Linked DNA regions of Mus musculus: all the other regions are linked to region 4. Evidence: chromatin contacts called from public promoter capture Hi-C data. All regions are on one chromosome and are shown on one strand. The core of a region is the stretch at or near the end of the contact, and the rest is flanking DNA. Distances in the headings are between cores, read along the strand shown.

Evidence for each region. Promoter capture Hi-C pulls out the DNA fragments that hold promoters and counts their contacts.
Region 1: a contact with region 4 is called in a promoter capture Hi-C map of embryonic stem cells, with 2.9 times the contacts expected there. The contact joins the promoter of Smad1 here to the promoter of Ttc29 in region 4. A contact is called at or near these places in 2 of 39 promoter capture datasets (embryonic stem cells and hippocampal neurons) and 2 of 115 datasets of contacts at active chromatin or transcription factors (both in embryonic stem cells).
Region 2: a promoter capture Hi-C map of hippocampal neurons shows a contact between it and region 4, with 5 times the contacts expected there. The contact joins the promoter of Mmaa here to the promoter of Ttc29 in region 4. A contact is called at or near these places in 5 of 39 promoter capture datasets (the 3T3-L1 cell line, embryonic stem cells, frontonasal cranial neural crest and 2 more) and 1 of 115 datasets of contacts at active chromatin or transcription factors (astrocytes).
Region 3: a contact with region 4 is called in a promoter capture Hi-C map of second pharyngeal arch cranial neural crest. The contact joins the promoter of Anapc10 here to the promoter of Ttc29 in region 4. A contact is called at or near these places in 2 of 39 promoter capture datasets (embryonic stem cells and second pharyngeal arch cranial neural crest).
Region 5: a contact with region 4 is called in a promoter capture Hi-C map of hippocampal neurons, with 4 times the contacts expected there. The contact joins the promoter of 1700011L22Rik here to the promoter of Ttc29 in region 4. A contact is called at or near these places in 2 of 39 promoter capture datasets (hippocampal neurons and liver).

The regions. Positions count from the first base shown.
Region 1 is chr8:79,397,375-79,401,410 of GRCm38.p6, forward strand. It overlaps Smad1 (SMAD family member 1), which reads right to left and starts at 2,054. Exons shown (of 7, transcript NM_008539.4): 1 at 1,879-2,054. It overlaps Gm51578 (a long non-coding RNA gene), which reads right to left. Exons shown (of 3, transcript XR_003947567.1): 3 at 3,336-3,682.
Region 2 is chr8:79,292,867-79,296,627 of GRCm38.p6, forward strand. It overlaps Mmaa (methylmalonic aciduria (cobalamin deficiency) type A), which reads right to left and starts at 2,095. Exons shown (of 7, transcript NM_133823.5): 1 at 2,048-2,095. Gm4890 (predicted gene 4890) reads left to right here and starts at 2,212. Exons shown (of 2, transcript NR_045823.1): 1 at 2,212-2,641.
Region 3 is chr8:79,709,820-79,713,475 of GRCm38.p6, forward strand. Anapc10 (anaphase promoting complex subunit 10) reads left to right here and starts at 1,944. Exons shown (of 5, transcript NM_001357234.1): 1 at 1,944-2,025; 2 at 3,334-3,460. The coding sequence starts at 3,346. Abce1 (ATP-binding cassette, sub-family E (OABP), member 1) reads right to left here and starts at 1,921. Exons shown (of 18, transcript NM_015751.2): 1 at 1,724-1,921.
Region 4 is chr8:78,211,773-78,215,834 of GRCm38.p6, forward strand. Ttc29 (tetratricopeptide repeat domain 29) reads left to right here and starts at 1,570. Exons shown (of 14, transcript NM_183096.3): 1 at 1,570-1,776; 2 at 2,236-2,299. Gm39202 (a long non-coding RNA gene) reads right to left here and starts at 1,521. Exons shown (of 3, transcript XR_878950.3): 1 at 1,078-1,521.
Region 5 is chr8:79,246,419-79,250,367 of GRCm38.p6, forward strand. It overlaps 1700011L22Rik (RIKEN cDNA 1700011L22 gene), which reads right to left and starts at 2,165. Exons shown (of 6, transcript NM_026315.1): 1 at 1,802-2,165. The coding sequence starts at 2,034.

The sequences.
Region 1 (4,036 bases), core at 804-3,303, 1.2 Mb after region 4:
GATTAAAAACCGAAATTTAGTTTTTAACTAATGTGTGTAACTGGGGACCAAGATTTACTTCCTCTTAATGCTCACACGAATTTACCAGAAAAGGAATTTAAATTCCAAAACGAACAAGAGTTTAGCATTTTTTTAATTGCCAAAAGCAAAACAAAACCCAGCTACTCCTCCAAAATGTCAAAACCACCATCTCTCCAAGAACTAGAGGACATTGCAAAAGGGAGAGTGTATTTTATTACTACTATGGTTGCAGGGGTCAAAACTAAATCAAGGACAAATCCCCATCCTCTGAAGAAACCTGATCGTTCTGGAGCCTCTGGCATCCCCACCCCCAGAAGAGACCCTGGTTTACAGTTCCCTAGGAAATGCAGACTTCCACAGATGGCACTCCACCTTCAGAGAAATATCATCTAACTGAAAACGAGGAAAGCAGAGATGGAGAGGGCGAACCCAAAAGCCAGTCCAGTCTATTTAGGCCTGGCACCTACATCACAGTAACGCTGGTGCAAAACATAGGCGCACCAATTGAAAACACCCAGGCAGTGGACACTGCCTCTGCCTTGACTCTTTGTGAATTGTTCCAGCACAGCTCATCAGCTTCCGGTACAACTTACAGTGGTAATTATAAACACGATGAAAAATGAACCTGGCCAGGGAACAGTTTTCTCATTGTGCTGAGGTGTGGGCACATTATCCACCACAGGCCCTTAGAGAGAGATTGATGCTGTGAAGGGCATGCTGTGAATCTGCTCCAAAAACAGGAAGGCATTACATAAACCAAGCAACTCCTTTCAGTCCGTGCTTTGAAAACTTCAGATGTCACCCAGGAACCCAAGAGAGGGGGAAGAGGCCAGGGGTTGACAACAAGCATTCTACAACGATGCTCTCTTAGATGGCTGTGGCATAGGCGGCGATTTTCAGATGGAAAGCTCTTGGCTGGATTACTTTGTACCGTGCATTTAGAAAAACTACATGTGCCTCCGAATAAACAAAAGCCGCGACTACCATACTGTCTGGATGTAGCCGGTGATGGTCCCTCCTGGCTCCTCCGAGCACCTCGGGGAGACGCTGGCCCCGCAGCCTTCGCACGCAGTCCGCAAAGCGGCTGCACAGGCCCGCGCTCTCACGCCCACCGCCCCCACCCCGCGACAGAAACACTAACAAAGACGGTCTGGACGAGAACAGTTGTTCTCGGCGCTCGGAACGCGCAGTGAGGCAATCGAATCCGGTAAAGGGAAAGGAATGAGGCGACACTGGGCGACGCAGGGGGTGTAGGCGGAAGGGGGCGGGGGGGGGGGGGGGGAGACGCGAGGCCGCCAGACCTTTGAATAAATCAGAGGGAACTACGCTACGAACTTTCCTTAACCCCGATCCCCAAATCAGGCTGTGTGGGGACCCACAGGGGTGCGCGCGTCCATCCAGGGAGACCCGAGCTGAGCGCAGCGCTGTCCCCGCGAGGGTCCGCAGGCCGGGGCGGGGACACAATGGGGCTGCGGCCCGATGCGGAACGGGGGTCCCCGGAGAACTGGACACGCCCGACAAAGACGCGGGGAGGCAGGGAGGTCTGGCGGCAGGTTCGCGGCCGCGAGGCGCCATCATGGGGGGGGGGGGGGACTGCGTCCCGGAGCTCGTCCCAGATTTCCTTCAGCGCGGGTCCCCCGAGTCCTCCCGGATCCTCCCCGGAGCCCGTCCCAGATCGACCCCAGAGCCCGCCCAGAATCCCCTCGGAGCCTGTCCCCGATCCTCCCCCGGAGCCCGCCCGGGATGCCCCCCGGAGCCCGCCCAGGATCCCCCCCTGGAGCTGGTCCCTGTCCCGGTGCGCCCCGCGCGGCACAGGACAAGTCTGTCTCGAGTCGGCTCGGGTACGCTCGGCTTTACCGGCTCGGCGGCGCGCCCATCCGCAGGGACGCACGAGACCCGGCGCCGGGTCCCGTGCTCCGATCCGCTCCCGGCCGCCGTCCCCGCGCTCTGCTTAGCTCCGGGCCGCCGTCCCCGCGCCTCGGCCCCGGCCTCGCCTTGGTGCGCCCGCTCGCTCCCCGAGCCTGGATTGATCTGGTCGCGCTGGCGTCAGGCAGTCGGAACCGCCCAGCCTCCACAGCCCGCCTGCCAATACCCGGCGCACAACCCGCCTGCCGCTTGCCCTCGCTCACACGCGCACCGCGCGCGCCCGCTGCCGCTTAGGGATCCTCTCCAAATTACCGGCCCGCGCCTTCCTCTGACTCTAGTCCCTGCCTAGCTGCCAGTCAAATTCCAAAGCCTGTGTTATTTTCTGAAAAGTTCTCGAACACGACCATCGAGCCCACTCAGTCGTCCTAAAAACGCATTTTTAAAGGCCCTGCAATCACTGACTCAGTGATTTACCGGCCCTTCATGTAGCATGAGCCTCAAATTGGCTGACCTGTTAACTACTAGGTAGATACATTTATTTCCAGTATGTACCCTTCCTGCGGCAAATGACAGAAACCATTTGTATGTTTGTTAAAAGGTCTCGTAGCCCAGGATGACCTCGAACACGCTTTGAAGGGGAAAAGGCCTTGAACTTCTCTTCCTCCAGCCTCCACATCCTCAGTGCTGGGATTACAGGGCTGCACATATTTTTATTTATAAGGTTCTGGGAATCATCGAACCCATGGCCTTATGCATGCTGGACAAGAACTTTACAACTGAACTTCCTTGCTTTCTTGTTTGCCTGGAAATGAGATCTCTCTCTACAGACCAGACTGGCTTTGGACTGGGAAATACCCTTTTAGTACTGTAAATTTGGGTGCAATCTTTTAGATAACAGTTTTGCCCCTATTCCCACCCACCCCCCCAAAAAAACCCACAAAACAAAAATACACACACACACACAAAGGAACTCACATCTTACTGATCTGTTCAGACACCAAAAACACCTTCTTGAAACAATCAACTTTTTTTCTTGGTCAGTTTCTGGAAGTTGGCATGGAATCTTGAACACTTATCATAATGTTGAGTTATGTTTAGAGAAGAACTATTCTAGGAGTAAATGCCCCACAAACCAAAAAAAGAAAAAAATCATTGCCCGCAATATAAAGAAATACCAAAGGCCACTACAAATTAATGACACTCTCCAATTATTCCTGTACCTTTACATGCTTAGCACTCCACTTAAAATTCTTATTAATTATTTAAGTATTATATCTGCATTACATATTTAATTATTCAAAGGAAATGCAACAAATCCCATAAACCCATAAAATGCCATTTATAAATTATACATAAGAATATTCCTGCTAATTAAATTTCTTTCTTCATTAAACTATTTGAGCACTTACTGGTCAATTCTTGGATCTCATCTTATTTTCCTTAAAAGCAGCATTTGACATAGTTGGTTGCTCTCTGGTCCCTTGGGCAACAGTTGGAGTGAGCCTGGCTTAAAGCCACTCAGGGCCATTTCCCTCCCCTGTACAGACCCTCTGTAGATGAAAAGAGTGAGGTATATCCATACATGGGAACATTACTCAGCCATAGAAAAGGAAAGAAGCACTTCCCCTGCCTCCCAGGGTGGAATGAGAGCCTCTGTCCCATCCTCAGCACAGAATAAACCGGGTGGGATGGTGCTGGCCTCTAATGCCCACCCTCTGGGCTGGAGCAAGGTCAGAAGTCCAAGGGCATCCTTGGCTATATAGTAACTTCAAGACCACCGTGGCCTCTGTGAGACCTGTCTCAAAAACAAAACAAAACAACCAAGTATTAGACATTCTGCCAAATGAACTTGCTTCCTTCATGCAAGATGCTCATAGTAGACAAAGCCATGGAACAGAATAGGAAAACCTGGGATTACAGTGTGGGGTGCAGGATTGAAAGACCTAGGAGGGTCTCTAAAGGATTCCAAAATAAGATTAATAATAAAATCAGGTAGTTACACAACTGTGTGGATATAGCAAAAGTCATATGATTGTACATTTTGAATAGCTACATTCTATGATTGTAAATTTTATCCAAATAGTGCTGTTTTTTTTTTTAATTGCAGGCATCTAAAGGCAGTGCATGTTTCTTGTTTAAGTCCTGAAGG
Region 2 (3,761 bases), core at 845-3,344, 1.1 Mb after region 4:
AAACTATGTTGTCAGATACCACTAGCCTGCTTATCATCTCCACCCCTGCTCAAAGCTTCACCTCTCCCTTTCAAGTTTTAAAATGGTTTTACAGAGTGGTTAAGGTGGTCGCTGATAAGTGAGGGTAACACAGAACACACTCACTGCCTCGGGAGGGCTTCTCTGAGGTTCCTGTCTACTTTATCTTTCACTATTTCCAGAAAGAGTCACATGTCCAAATTTCTACTCTGAGGTCAATTTGTGCTGGGACCCTCTCACCATTAAATGTTGTTATTCATTGCTCTGGAAATCTGCAGCATTAGTGAGACTAGCACTGGTAACTGAGCCCTCTTATGGTCTCAGGCTCTTCTTGTGCAAATATAAGCAGGCCAGGGGAATAGCAAGTGTGAATAATGGCTGTGCACTCGGGCAGGACCTGGTGCCAAGTTCGTGCTGATCAAGAATGAGAAACACTGCCCTTCTCCACTCTTTCTCCAGTGCCCTTGGACTGCTCAGTAAGATCCATCTTGGAACATGAATCTAGCTTCTTCTGTTCAAATTCCTCCGCGTCCTAGCACAGTGATCTCCCAAACCAGACCAGGAGTACCTGTGAGAGGGAACGCTCAGGCCCCACTCCAGGCATTCTGACTAGGGGAGTGGGCCCCCACTGCAAGCATTCTTAAGCCTTCTGTGTGACACTGATGCCCTAGAACCAAGTCCAATAGTCTGTTTCTGCTGCACAATTTTCTCATACTCTCCTTTCAGACCTCCTTCCTCTAAGGAGACTTGGTCTTCCAAACCTAGTACTTACTTTCCCAATTTCCCACATTCCAGATTTAACTGGTCTCATCTTTCCTCTTCTACAACATTTCTCCTCTGCTTAAATCCACTCTTCTCTTAAATCCTCTCCTGATGATCCTGGCTTTGGGGAAATCTTTCTTCTCTAAATCAAATTATTCTGAATACTAACTTAGGTGATACCCGGCTCACAGAGGGTGCTTGTTAACTCAACCCAACACCAATCACATTAAAACCAACGGGAGGATCACATAAAAATATAGATACTTGTTCCTTATTCCAGAAAACTCAGATCTCTGTAGAAGACCCGTGGCAATGAATGATTTTAAAGCACTGATTTTAAAGCAATGTTCAACACCTTTCTTACATACAGCAAGACTAAATGTCTACTTTTCCCACATGACATCAATCAGCTGGGGCAAATTCCAACCATTCACTTGCTCCATCCATTCCAAATATATTCTTATGACACCCTCACATTTTGTAATCACCATTTACGTTCCTCATGATTATATAACTTTCCATGTTTATAGTCTCTAATAGGAAACAAAGCCTTAAAAGAACCATCCTAATAAAAATACTATTTCCTTGAATATATTTACTTCGTCAAAGAACTTTCGAGACATTGTAGATAACCCTCCAAACGTTTTGTTTCTCCTGGAAATTGGTTTTCTACTAGCTTAGCCACTTTTTATAGTTTCTTTGTTCTCCAAAATATATGCAAGGGAACTGTTAAGAAAGGCGACAGTAAGAAACCCTTTTCTTAGGCTCTCCTTCATTTTTCAAATGAGAAACATATCTGAAGTTGGCATGTCTTCTGTGGAACGCTACCGGCGCGGTCGCGACGGTGTTTGGCAACCCAGACACCGCTTTGTGACTCCCAGTGAACCCTGCTTTATAACCTGCAAATCTGTATTCCTTCCCCTCTGAGGGGTCTGCTGCTCCCTTCCGCAGGCGGAGCTCCTTAGCACTGAACAGCCTCCGGGCCTGGCTCCTTCCGCGCTGCCCGAGACGAGCTCACAAACCGGCCCACGAGAACCTGACAGCAGCGACTGCGACGCCTTTCTTATGTAAGGAAAAAGCGCTCAGTCCCTTCCAGTCCTTCCTGCAGGCCCCACCACATCCACCCCGCCCCCGACTCAGCCACATCCTCCTCGGCTGCCCCCCGCGAGCCTCCAGGGGGCGCCCCCGACAGCGGGGCTGACCCCGGGCGGAGGACGCACCGCGGCCCCGACTCCTGGCCTCCGCGCGCACCGGGCCCCACACTCACCCTCGCGAGGCCGCGCAGCAGAGCACCGCCCCTTCCGCCCACTGCTCCCGCCCTGCTCGCTCCTTCCGCCGCCGGCGGCACGCAGGCGTAACGCGACGCCCCGCGCAGGCGCAGTCGCTTAGCGAAGGCTGTCCCGCGGCGGGCGCAGGCGCGGGTGGCGGGGTGTGCTTGGGCGGGAAGTGGGTGGTGAGGGCCGCTCTGGGCTCAGCGTTCCCCACCTGGAATGCGTCCTGGCTTCGGCTGGCCCGGCCCAACCCTCAGCGGCCGCGGTGCCCAGGCCCACTCCTTCCGCGCCTGGAAACGTGAGACGGGTCACTGAGGACGACGTAGGCAAACTTTGCAGAGCACGTTGCCACCTGTTGGAGTAGCCGCTCCAGCCCCAGTCGAAATGCACGGCCGAACAATGGCAGTTCTGAGTGGCTCAGGGGCCCACACTTTCTTTAAAACCGATGCACTCGTAGTAATATTTCTTATGCCCCACATCCAGAGGCCTGTGCTCACCACCTCAGCAGTGCCCGGGGAGGTTCGCCAGGCGTGGGCAGGCTCTCCCTTGAAAGCACCTGACCTGGTTCTACCTTGCACTGGGGCTGAATGGTAATTAATTTTTTTATTTGTGTTTTTGAGATAAGGTCTCTCTGGCCGACCTGGAACTCCCTAAAACCATGCTGGTTTACATACTACCTGGCTCTGCCTCACAAATGCTGGGGTTAAAGGTGGGCCCCACCGCGCCACACTGTAGCTAATTTAAAAAAAAAAAAATTACTGAAGTCATGAGACCTACAAATTTCAGGCAGTCCAGAAGGAAAGTGTGTGGAGACAGAGAAAGGTACGATAGTACGTTAAAAACAGGCAGCTTAAACAGCAGCGGTAAGTGCTCCTTTAACTCGTCCACCGTAAGTTTTAAATGTTTAAAAGCAAAGTTGTTGGGACTGGAGCTATGGCTCAGAGATTAACATTAACGTAAGAACATATTGGCTGCTCTTCAAAGGAGCCAGATTGGGTTCCCAGTGCCCACAGGGAGGTTCACAGCCATCCAGTTCCAAAGAAATCACTGCCCTCCTCTGGCCTCTGAGAACACCAGGCACACATGTAGAGCACATTCCTACTTGTAGATACATAAAAATATTTTTGAAAATTAAAAACCAGTGAAACTTTGTACCTAGCAATTATTAAAACATTTACAAAGAAGAAATACAAAATTCATGATACAGTAGTTTTCTTACAATCTGACCTTAACAAATGCTGCACCATGTCTAAGAGCACTGGGAAGGGTTTGGAAATGACCTCGTTATTACAAATATCATATTTAAGTCCATATATTAAGGCTTGGGAATTCACCAACCAACTTACGTAATGCATATAATCTTTTGGTTACTGCTCAGCGCTGTTTGCCATGGTATGTATAAGACTTGTGAGTCTTTGTAATCTGTCAGTTGTGACTTTTTAAATTTTCATTTCAACAAATTTGAGTAGCTGCCAGATACTGTTCAGGCTCCTGGAACGCCTGAGGCTGGCATGCTCAGTCCCTTTACAGCATGGCATCATATTTGCATATAACCTATTTCCATCTTTAATGTGTTTAAAGAACAGGGAGCCAGAGCAGGTGCTATAAGCCTCAGAGAATTGGAAATCACATCAGCTAGGCAACAGAGGGTCAGAATATGGATACTAATCAGATATGCCTTTGTTTCCTTCAAGGGAATTACATGGGAAT
Region 3 (3,656 bases), core at 694-3,193, 1.5 Mb after region 4:
CTTTGTTTTGGTAGAGGTGAGCAAAGCTATAGTAATGAAAAACAAACCAAATCAACAAAAACTAAAACCTTAACTGTTGTGCTGACAAAGTCATTTCTTTAAAAACTGATACAGGTCTCCTAAGTTTAACTTAGAAATTAAATGATTTTACTTTACCTCTAAAGCTTACTTAAAACCCCAAACCAACCATGTACTCGTCAAAGAAATTGACTATTTTAGCAAACAAACTAATAAACCATGCATTCCAATACAAATAAAAAATGCTTTTCTACAAAGTACCCAGTAAATGAAAGTATTTTCAGAGAATAAATCTTTCACTATGATAAGAGCCTATAATAAGTAATATTTATAGGGAACAGAAATATACTAGAGGTGGCTAATTAAATTGATTTAAATAATAAAATAAATTATTTTACATTTAAGAAAAAGAAATATAGATTCTTTGGATAACGGTTACATAGGTAAACATAATTTGTGCAACCTCCCGATTTCCAAGAATTATGGAAATGGAGTTAGTTCCCTTCTTTCCAATAGAAAGACACCTGAAGAGGAATTATTACAGGAAAAACTTTTAGGAATACAAAAAGATCTGAAAACACTTAGAATGTTTTTCTGAAACATATTTTTGTCTTTGTTGTTTCATTTATAGAGGTGAGCTAAGCAGTGCTATGAAAAGATAAAACCTTAAATACATTTTGGTTCAAAAATATTTAAGCTTTTTGATTATAGTGAATACATTATCAACTGACAGACACAGGGTGACTACTTTCAGCATACAGGACCATAGGCTACAATACAAATGTTACTCTAACTCCGTAGTTTGTAGTCCCTTGGAAGAAAGGGCAAAGCAATAAAAGCTTTTTGACAGCTATTCCTTAGTTACCATTTTTACCATCAAAATAGAGAAAATACTTATGTAGCTCTTGAGGTTCAGAAATTCACCTTTGACCATCATTTATTTGCAACACATACTAAATACCTACAATGTATTAAGCCTAGAAAGGATATTTAAAGGCATTTTGAAGACAGCATCCCTGATGTCAAGAAGCCGAAGAGGTAATAAACAAGAGATTAAGTCACTAATGGGAAGAGGACAGGGTGCTACAAAGTGCTTCTCGGAAGTCCTAAAGACAGGCACTCAACTCGGAAACTCACTTGGTCTACTAACCGCAGTCCCAACTGAGAACACGTCGCTCTATGAGAAAGATAGAACGTTTGCCTATCATTTCCATAAAGTCTGGGACTGGACTAGGAGCACTGGACTTCATGGCGGCAAGATGCTATGAGTCAGTCCACAATTATTAAAAAAAAAAAAAAAGGATTACTTCTTACAACCAAATGCCAACATAGCCGTCTGACTGTGAGGGGAAGCTTGGGGGATCTGCTGGGTGCGGAGCGTCCTCCACAGAAGGGTTAGCTTGAGGGTGGGAGCGGGGGTGGGGGGAAGGGGCAGTGGAGGGTGGCGAGCAGAGGCTATGGCATCTGCGACCGTTCTCGTGGCAGCGGGCCGTGTCTGGAATACAGACGCCCTGAGGCCGGGATGGCCGAACGGACGCGCGCGGAACGCTCCGGCGTCCCAGATGTGCAGCTGGAGCCGGTTGCCACGCGCTACGGTCTCCGCTACTGAGGCCTAACTTACAGGCGTTCCGACTGTGTCCCTAAGAGTCTTCCCAAGGTGGCAGCCGGCCGCCTAACACCAAACCTCTCCCGCGAATTCTCGTACCTGGAGACAGCGGGCCCCTTACAGCGGGGCGTGCAGTAGCCAAAGCAGCGCTAGCCGTCAGGTCTTAGCACACAGCGTGTTCTTACCGCCACCGGCAAAGATGGCGGTGCACAGCCGCCGCCTCGCGCAAGGCATGAGGGCATAGTGCGCGTGCGCGACAGAGCGCAGAGTCGGCGCCCTGGAGGGAGTGATGACGTTGGTGACGTCATTGCGCCGCGACGCCAATGAACTGAGGGAGCCTAGAATCGTCGAGCCGCAGTGGGAGTGGCGGGGGCCTGAGAACCGGAATTGTGGCGAATCAGGTGTGTAAGACAGCGGCTCTCCCTCGGTTTAGAGAACTGTGTGCTAGCGGGCGCAGGTAGAGCCCTTCTCCCTAGTCTCGGCGGCGTTAGGCTTGCTGTCTCCTCAGGCTTTGTGGGCCTTGCTAATCCGGTAAGACGGAGGTGGTAGGCAGGATCCCAAGTCTAATTCTCAGCTCCTTCAGTATTACTGTTTAAGGCCAGGAACCCATTTCTTCCCTAGCGTTTTGTCTCATCTACTTGGCTGTTCTTTGAATTTTGTTCCCGTGTCGAGATGGGCCGCCCCTCTCCCCCTACATCTCCAATGGCATGGTATTCATGTTTTAACGGAATGTATGTCTCTGTGATTATGTAAATTATAAATTATTATTGTTTGTGCGGTGGTTATAAGGATAGTTTGGAATCCAAAGGGACGTGTCAAGGTGGTGGTCTATAGTTATGTTAGCCTTGTAGCAGAACTTTATGGAATTTATTATAAGTATAATTTACAATAGTGTAAAGTAGCCATAAAAGTCACCGAAACAATTTAACATGGTTTTCACTCTCCAAGAAGTTTTTTTTTCATACTTTTCATAGATTTACTAGGATTAACAAAAGGTAAGGAGGATGAAGGAAATATGAGTGATTATTTTGCCATTGAAATTTTACTTTATTTTTTTTTTTTGATATATTTCTGTAGACAGAGTATTGATAGCTTATTTCTTTGCCGTCAGTGAAATTAGCCAGTTTAAGCCAGATTAGAGTATATTAAATGCAGGTTTATTGGGAAGCTGATCTTAGATGGGCGAGTTCACTAGCCCCAAGGACGAAGGCCAGGGAAATCTCCATGGGGAAGCGGGGGGGGGGGGGGGGGGTAGGAAAGAGAGAAGGGGTTGAGTGCACGCAGAGAAAGAAGTGGAAAACAGGAAGAGAGACCAAAACGTCTGGTTTATATAGGGAGAAACCTCTGGGGGAAGGGCAGCCCAGCCCTTGGGCTGGAAAGTTCAAGGTTCCAGGCAGGATATCCAGATAGGGACTGAGGGATGCTGGGAGAACCTGGAAGCCAGGTCCTGCTTTGGTATTTAAAATATGCATCTCATTCCCTGGTCCCGGGTCTGAAACCAAACAGGTATCTCTGTGTAGTCCTGGAGCTCACTGTGGTCGACCAGGTTGACCTGGAACTCAGATTCTTGTGCTTCTGCAGCCTTTGCCTCCCTGAGTACTAGGATTACAGATATGTGCCACAACGCTGGGCACTGAAATTCTGTTTTTATATTTTTGCAGAAGGATTGTCATGGCATGGTAGAATGTATATTGCTTGTCTCTCTATAGAATAATTTAAAAATGACCACACCGAACAAGACACCTCCTGGTGCTGATCCTAAGCAGTTGGAGAGGACAGCAACAGTCAGGGAAATTGGGTCTCAGGCTGTTTGGTCACTCTCTTCCTGCAAACCAGGTAAGCAAAACAAAACCCCAGACTATGATAATCATTATTTACAATCAATCTTCTCTTCTCTTCTCTTCTCTTCTCTTCTCTTCTCTTCTCTTCTCTGAGACATGGTTTCTCTGTGTAGCCCTGGCTATCCTGGAACTTGCTCTGTATACCAGGTTGGCCTTAAATTCAGAACCTCTGCCTCTCGAGTGCCGGGATT
Region 4 (4,062 bases), core at 320-2,819:
ATAATTCAGAAATGGCTTTGATGTTTTAGGCAACTAAGGCTTGTGACTGTCATTGACAACATAGATCTTCTTAGTAGATCACCAACACAGGAGGGACAAGGAAATGGGTTTCCAGGGTCTCATCACTACTTCTGGGAATGGCAAATGTAAAAGGATACTTTCTAAGTACCAAAGGTGTACATTTTTATCAATGTTTGTAGGGAAAAGTCAGACAATGTCATCCCCAAAAGAACTCAGATTGCCTAGAATATTCTTTCTTCAGTGTTGCAAGGGGACACATGCAATAAAACACCGGAGTCAAAACAGGAGGCCTCAGGGAAACTTTCCTATCAGGATTGAGAGCGGGATGTCACACTGTATTGAGATCTATTATGGGAAGTGGTTAGGATGTGGTGGCATCCACTGGAGGATTAGAATTTGCATTTGAAGAGAGTTTTAACTTATCCTAAATACCCATCTTCAGAGCACAGATCAGAAGATACTCTGGATATCGTAGGTAAGTAACAGCTTTAAGTGGTCATCTGTATCTTCTCCCACTCCACTTTGAATTCTAGACAGGGAAGAGAGAATCAATTGGAGGAATTTCTGTCTTCCCTGTCAATCATTCATTTAATTAAAAATCCTGTGTGAATACATACCACATTCCTGTCCCCATGCTATTACAGGACAAGAGAAAGGAAAGACAAAAACGCACATTTAGCTGACACTTTCGGGGAAGATAGGCTCATAGTAAAGACATCTATAAGTGAAAAGAATAAAGTGAGATTAATTTTATGTGGGTAAAGATCGGCATGTCCTTAAGTCCTCAGTACTTTCAGAAGGGTCCAAGTCCCTTGAGAAAAAAAAAAAAAAAAAAAAAACTAGCTGAAGCCAGCAACATTCACTTGGAGGAAACTGTTTCCCCTTTATTTTTGTTTGAGTTTTCTTTCATTTGCAAAGATCTATCTCTAAGGAACCTCATGTTCAGCACAAGATCAGTCATAGACTTTCCAGAGAGTTAGGAACAGCAAGCGGGGAGAATAAATACAAACAAGCGAGAGAGAGAGTTTTCTAGACCTCTAACTCAGAGATCTTTACCTGTGAGATGACAGCAAATAGAACTCACAAACACTCGTGCAGAAAATCAGCAGAGAGCAGAGTCCGGGAGAGAATTCACACGGGTCAAATGGAGTTACTTTAAAGCTACAAAATGAATTCCTGAGAACAGATGAGGCTCTCCTGGTGTAGACAAGAGATGGTGCTGGCTATAGGTAGTCACAATAATCAATTGCATATTCACAAGAAATAATTGAATGCATGGAAATACTGAAAAAAGGAAACAACTCAGGGGCATTCAGAAGGCCCTTGGATTGTGGGAATTTCTCTGGCGGGTTCACTGGAGGAACCAGATCCTCTTGCAGGCCACGCCCACTCACTAACAGGCCCACTCTCCAAGCACCGCCCCCTCACTTGAAGAGTCTTGGAGCTGACCAATCCTAAAGCCCATTTTAGCCTAACTACGCCTCCATCTGGCCCGCCGAGCCCCTCTGTTTCCATGGAGACGCTTTCAGCGTCCCCTGTCTGCACCAAGCCAGGCCAACAATCTGGGATGAGAGTACCGCGCCCAGCACCCACCGCCTGCAGAAGCTTAGTCAGGGACACAGAATCACAGGCCCAGAGCTAGTTTTCTAAGGTTTGTGGGGCAAGGCTGGGGACAGGACCTGGTCAGCTCCCAGAAGAGTGGGCGGCTCTTCCTTTCCAAGAACCCCTTCTTCCATTACTTGGGCCCCAGCTTGGGTAAGAGGAGAGAAAAGGCCCTCTCCACTCATCCCCCCAAATCAATTCCCTCGCAGAAGGCGCTCTTCTTGCCCCTTGGACCTTGGTGGGCCAAGAAAAACCAAACCTCTCTAGGCACAGCAGACCTGTTCCGAGGTGGGTGGAAACAGAAGGATCAGCTGTCATTAAAAACATCTCGGGCTCACAAATGTCAGAGAAAGAACCATCCTGAACCATATTGGAGTTTCAGATGTTTGGGGTGGGGTGGGGGGCATTTTGTTGAATTAGTGATTAGTTTCCTAGTGTCTAACTGGGATGTTTTACTTTTTAGTTCATTTAAATATATGATATATGCTGGGTGCACAGTACTGCTACTTAATTATCCACTGGTGTGAGTGAGCCTTGTTTCTTGACATGAGGAGCACAGAGGAATTATTTTGCTAGGTATTTAAACATTTTTTTCTCTTTTCTTTGCTGTAGTATTTTGCTTACAGAATTTTCAGACAGGCCTCTAAGAGCCCAGAGCAATCGGTTATCTGCAAATGTAAGTTGGATAAAATGTGCCTTACCGTCTAAGGCTTTCCCTACCTGATGTTTTGATTGCATTACTACTAAATGTTAGGTGGTGGGAAATGTGTGGTTACTATTTATTTCACAACCCATCCAGCTGTCTACCACAACATGCTAGGAGTATCCAAAATTTCAAACTTATTTATGTGAGCTTGTTTTTCAATCATGTAAAAATAGTCTACTAAATGTATCCTGTGGTTCCCTTCATGTTTTTGGAGCTAAAGAATTCTTATATAAAAAGTTCTGAATCATAAGAATGACTTTGTATCATAGAGGGGGGAGATCATATTTATTTTGAATTTCTCAGTGATGCATAATCATTTCTCTGCTGGGTCTGTTGGCTCCATTTCCCTCATCTCAGCTTTCACCGTCACAGTGGCTGGACCTGGAAATGCAGTCATTAAGACTCGTCCCTCTCTGAACTGCCACTGCAGAGGACACAGTCATCTGCTCTCCTTTTGTGGATCCTGTTGGGGACATGTCAAGGGGGAGTGGGCACAAGGGTTACACTTTGAAGAGTTTCACTTGGGAGCCAGAAATGTAAACTCCCACCACGGGACACATACAGCCTGACCCAGAACTCTCAAACCTTTCTCCCCTGCTTCTCCATTCTCATTTGTCTTTGTACATGGGGGCCAAACTCAGAGGCTGTAACTGCAGCTGATGTGAGTGCCAACCAGCAGATCAAAGGATGTGCCAAATCTTTTCTGAATACCAACTGTAGAATGGCTCCAGGCAGCCTTTTGATCTCTGCCTCAGCCACGTGTAGCACTGCCCGTTCACTGGCATTGGAGAGGAGGGGGAAATGCCCCCTGGGTCCTCCCTAGTGCACTGCTTCAGCCTGGGTTCCAGGGCCTGAGTACATTTTGGTACCAGCTTCAGAGGTTCCCTCCCTCTCTCTCACTGAGTGATTGCCTGCCTGCAGCTTTCTTCTGTAGGGATGAGTTGGGGTGGACCCGATGGCCAAGGGTTGAGGGCGGCTTCCATTTTTACTGCTGACCTAGGCCAGGTAGTGCACAGCAGGAATGGACTAAGTTCCTTATTGCTGAGCTGAAGTTAGGACAGCGAGGGCTGGGAATCATGGGAAAATGACTCAAGTCGCATTAATAGTGAACAGGGGCTTTTGTCACTCTAAAACAGAACAAGCCTGAAATGAGAGCTTCCTCCACACACTGGCATTCCCTTCCTCTTCTTCTGTCCTCCTCTGCTGCTGTTACTTGTGGGAATGTAGCTACTTCCTGCCTTAATAAAAAGAAACATAAGATCAAACTTATAAGGCATCAAAGAGAGGAAAATAATTTGGTACAGGAACACCCTGAATATTGAGTGTATTTCAAATGCCACATGAAGCCTGTAATTCAAACTACACACTTTTATTGTATAAATAGACGAAGTGGCAACCACCCACTGATTACAGAAAATAAAATACCTTTGCTTAGCAATCATAGGCAAGGTAGGATGTGGGTTGAGACCAAGGAGAGAGAGCCTGCCAGACATCCACCCCAAGGCTTAGCTTCCATTCTCCAGCGCAGATGGGTCGAGTGAGGTTTCTCCAGCATGCAGTTAATAACTTTTCCCCCCACGTTATAATTCAGCTCTGACCACCCCTCATTCAGAGTTTGTGCCTTGAGGCTTGCCAGCAGGGCTTGCAATACTTACATTAAACTAAATTTAAGAGTAAAGGTGTTCCCGCTGCTCCTGCTCTCAGATCAGAGGAGAGCAAAATGAAGGAGCTGG
Region 5 (3,949 bases), core at 915-3,414, 1.0 Mb after region 4:
CCGCTGCTGCTTCTTAGCGTCTGGTAGAACGGCAGTTGAGCGATGGATATATTTAGTGAGGTTCCCCAAACATCCAGATAAGCTTCATGAGTGTAAGAGACAAAGTCAGAATTGTGTCACTTTCACCGCGTGCCACATGTCTGCCTTTTAAAGTCTATTAAATATAAACAAACAAAACCAAGAGTGACTTTGCTGCATGTCTGTGTGGAATCCGTGTGTTTTCAGAGCAGACCTCAGTAATGTATATAGATCCTTCTACCTAGCCAAGGGGATCCCCAACAGCCTCAGCTCATCGAATGAACCTCCGAAGCTGACTGAAGGGATGACAAGCCAGAGAGCTACTACAGAGAGTGTTAGGGGAACTAGATCATGCACTTGACTTTCATGGTTTGGGAAGACATGGAAGGTGAAATAACTAATATATTGTTCAAGATTTTATTTGTATTGGGGGAGAGTGGGAGAGAGGGGAGGGAGAGATGCCTGCATACATGTGGGTGCCTACAGAGGCCAAATGGCATCCTATCTCCTGGAGCCAGAGCTACAGATACTTGGGAGGCACCCCACACGAGTGCTGGGAACTGCACTCTGGTTCTTTGCAAGAGCGGCCACTGCTCCTAACACTAACCCATCTCTCCAATCCCATAACTACTATTTGTCAGAGCTCTGCATGGGTTGCTCCTACATCAGGACTGGAGCCAATAATCCAAACTATGTTCAAAGAAGTTTCCAGAATCTGCATATTTACTAAGTAATACCCCAAGGGGGAGATGTCATCATGGGTTCTGACTTACGCTCTCCTCTCATGTGCCTGAGCTACCTGTCACCCTTCTGGTGTGTGGGCACCTGGGCAGGTGTTCCATGTGTCTTTCTTCAGAGTGGTGTGTTTTCCCATCCCCCACCATGGGGGACGCTTGCTTCTCTAGGATCTTTCCAGAAGGTCTTACTACACCAAACCTTCTTCTCCGGAACCTGTTGAAAGCTCGTTCTGTGAGCTGAGTGTTTACAGCTGTGAAACAGAATTGGAATTATTTTTTGATTGTGGACCTATCACAGGGCCTGGCTTCCCAATAAACCCTTGGAAATACTTTTGGGCTCAGCTGCTGTAGGCACCTGTAAGTTCTGGTATACAGCGACAGCCCGTTTAGGCACACATATGTTCTGGTATACAGCGACAGCTGGCTTGCCAGCTTTCCACAAAGAGAAAGACTACAGAAAACAATATTTTAGGCACAAGGACATTGGTAGATGCTGGCCTAGCATTTAGGAAGCTCTGTGGGCCGATCCCATAACCATACACAGAAACTGGGTTTGGCAACTCATGCCTGTGTGTCCTGTGCTAAGGAGGTGGAAGTGGGAGGACCCAGAGTTTTCAGTTGCCCTGGGCTTCAGAAGGAGTTTCAGGCCAGTCGGGGATAACAGGGTACCCTGTCTAAACAGGAGGAAGGGACAGAGAGACGGCTGTGAGGAGAGCAAATCCAAAGACAAGAATTTGGTTCCAGGAACTGATCAGAGAACTGATCCTGTTAGCTGTTCTCTGACCTTCCCATATGACCAGAAACATACACAATAAACAAATAAACTAAGAAACACGTTCATAGACAAAAAATATCTACATTAGTCAAACACTGGTGTTCATATCTTCTAGTAATAAGTAATACCAATTTGGGTTGTGACCATACTTTGAGCTGGAAAGTGACATTTACACAGGGAAGCAGATGTGTTAACACTTTTGAAGTGGCTGACCTCTATAACACCCTTTCCAAACAGCACCTGTCTCTGAATAGCAACAAAGGGATCTTACGGTTTGTACTCAAACTGCGGCTGGCCTACTCTCTGGGCCAGCCGGTTGCAGGTGGCCTCGTCCAGTTGCTTTTCCCGGTAACTCCCTGAGTAGGTTGTCATGGAAGAAGCAGACCACCGTGTCTCATCCTGCCACAGTTGTTGGGCCTTGCGTCTGATCAGTTCGAACTCTGTAGAAGTGAGAGGGCTAAAGGGAAGCAGGATTTCTGGAGTCAAGTACAAGAAGTGTGTCATGGCTATGGGCGGGCAGCTGTGAGCAACAGCTTTTCAAGCCCTGGGCAGAGCGAGGCGCTCATTCCCTCCTAGTTGCAGGAAGCTCTTGACTGGGCTGACTAGACTTCTGAAGCCCGACAGCTCACAGAGAGAATCAGAGTGGTCGTAGGTCCAGTTACCAAGCAACAGGTCATAAAGTTCCACAAAGCCTATGTCTGCTCCAAGGACACGGATTTTCGCTAATTTGTAAGCTATAAAACTTTGAGCCATTGATCTAAGAAAAATACTGCTTCATAATTATGGCAAGAAGACACTAGGCAAAATTATTTGCCTATTGGTATTGACATAATATGGTATACCTTAAGGATGGTGGCTTAGGCTGTAGAAGCCAGAGATGAAGGATGCTCACTGAGGACCTAGGCTCTGAAGGCTGGTAAAATAACATTAGCTGTTTGTGATGCTAACAACAGGTTAGTGAACAGTTTTTGTGTGTCACAGAGCAGTGGTATGCCTGCTGGCTGATGGCAGGACAGTCATTTGGGGCTGTTAAAATAACAAGGAGCCCCAGACACCACCCAGGTTGTGATGTAATTAGCTTGGAGGGTTATTAAAAAGCCAATTCCTGAGCACGGTAAAGAACTGCCAGGGTTAAGAATCAAGGAAGTGGCTATGTCATGTTGAACTCTGAGGCTGAGAACTCAGAACTCAGGAGTCCTTCCTCCATAACTGCTCTGTACCTGGTTAATGTTTGCCTAGCCAGGTTTCTCCAGATCCACTGTCTTAGATAGGGTTTCTATTGCTGTGCTGAAACATCATGACCAAAAAGCAAGTCGTGGAGGAAAGGGTTTATTTGTCCTACATTTCCTGTCTTAGTTAGGGTTTTACTGCTGCGAACAGACACCATGACCAATGCAAGTCTTATAAAGACAACATTTAATTGGGACTCGCTTACAGGTTCAGAGGTTCAATCTATTCTCACCAAGGCAGGAGCATGGCAAAGTCCAGGCAGGCACGGTGCAGGAGGAGTTGAGAGTTCTATGTCTTCATCTGAAGGCTGCTAGCAGAATACTGACTTCCAGACAGCTAGAATGAGGGTCTTAAAGCCCAGGCCCACAGTGACACACCTACTCCAACAAGGCCACACCTCCAAATAGTGCCACACCCTGGGCCAAGCATATATAAACCATCACACTTCCACATCACTGTATATCACCAAAGAAACCTGAAAGTAGAACCCAATGCAGAGGCCATGGAGGGTGCTGCTTACTGGCTTGCTCCTCATAGCTAGCTCAGCATGCTTTCTCAGAGAGCCTAAGACCTCCATCCCAAGGATGGCACCATCCACAATAGGCCCTCCTCCATTGATCATTAGTTGGGAAAATGCCTTACAGCTGATCTCATGGATGAATATTCTGGATTGAGGTTTCCTACACTCTGATAACTCTAGCTGTGCCAAGTTGACACACAAAACCAGCCAGTGCATTCACCAACACTTCCTTGGCAAATCAAAATGACAATGGATTTTTATGTTTGTCCCTTAGTTGTCAACTCCTGGAGTGGCACCGCCCATCTCTCCGTGTTTGGCCAAGTCACCAGGACAGGTCCTCATAACCCTGGTGCTGCCTTAGGCAATCACACCAGCACTGAGACACTTCATTCAACGCGATACACTGCCATCCCTGACTTCAGAAACTAAGTCCAAGGCAAACCCAGGAATATGCATTTTAAAAATATTTTGCAACATATTTTAAATTTCTGTGTGTGCACATATATGTAAGCCACATGCATGCAGTTGTTCATCAAAGCCAGAAGAGGGCGTTGGAGCCCTGGGAGCTGGAGGTAGAAGCACTTGTGAGCTGCCTGACATGGGTGTTGGAACCGAACTCAGGTCCTCTCTCAGAGCAGTTTGTACTCTTACCCAATTAACTATCTCTAG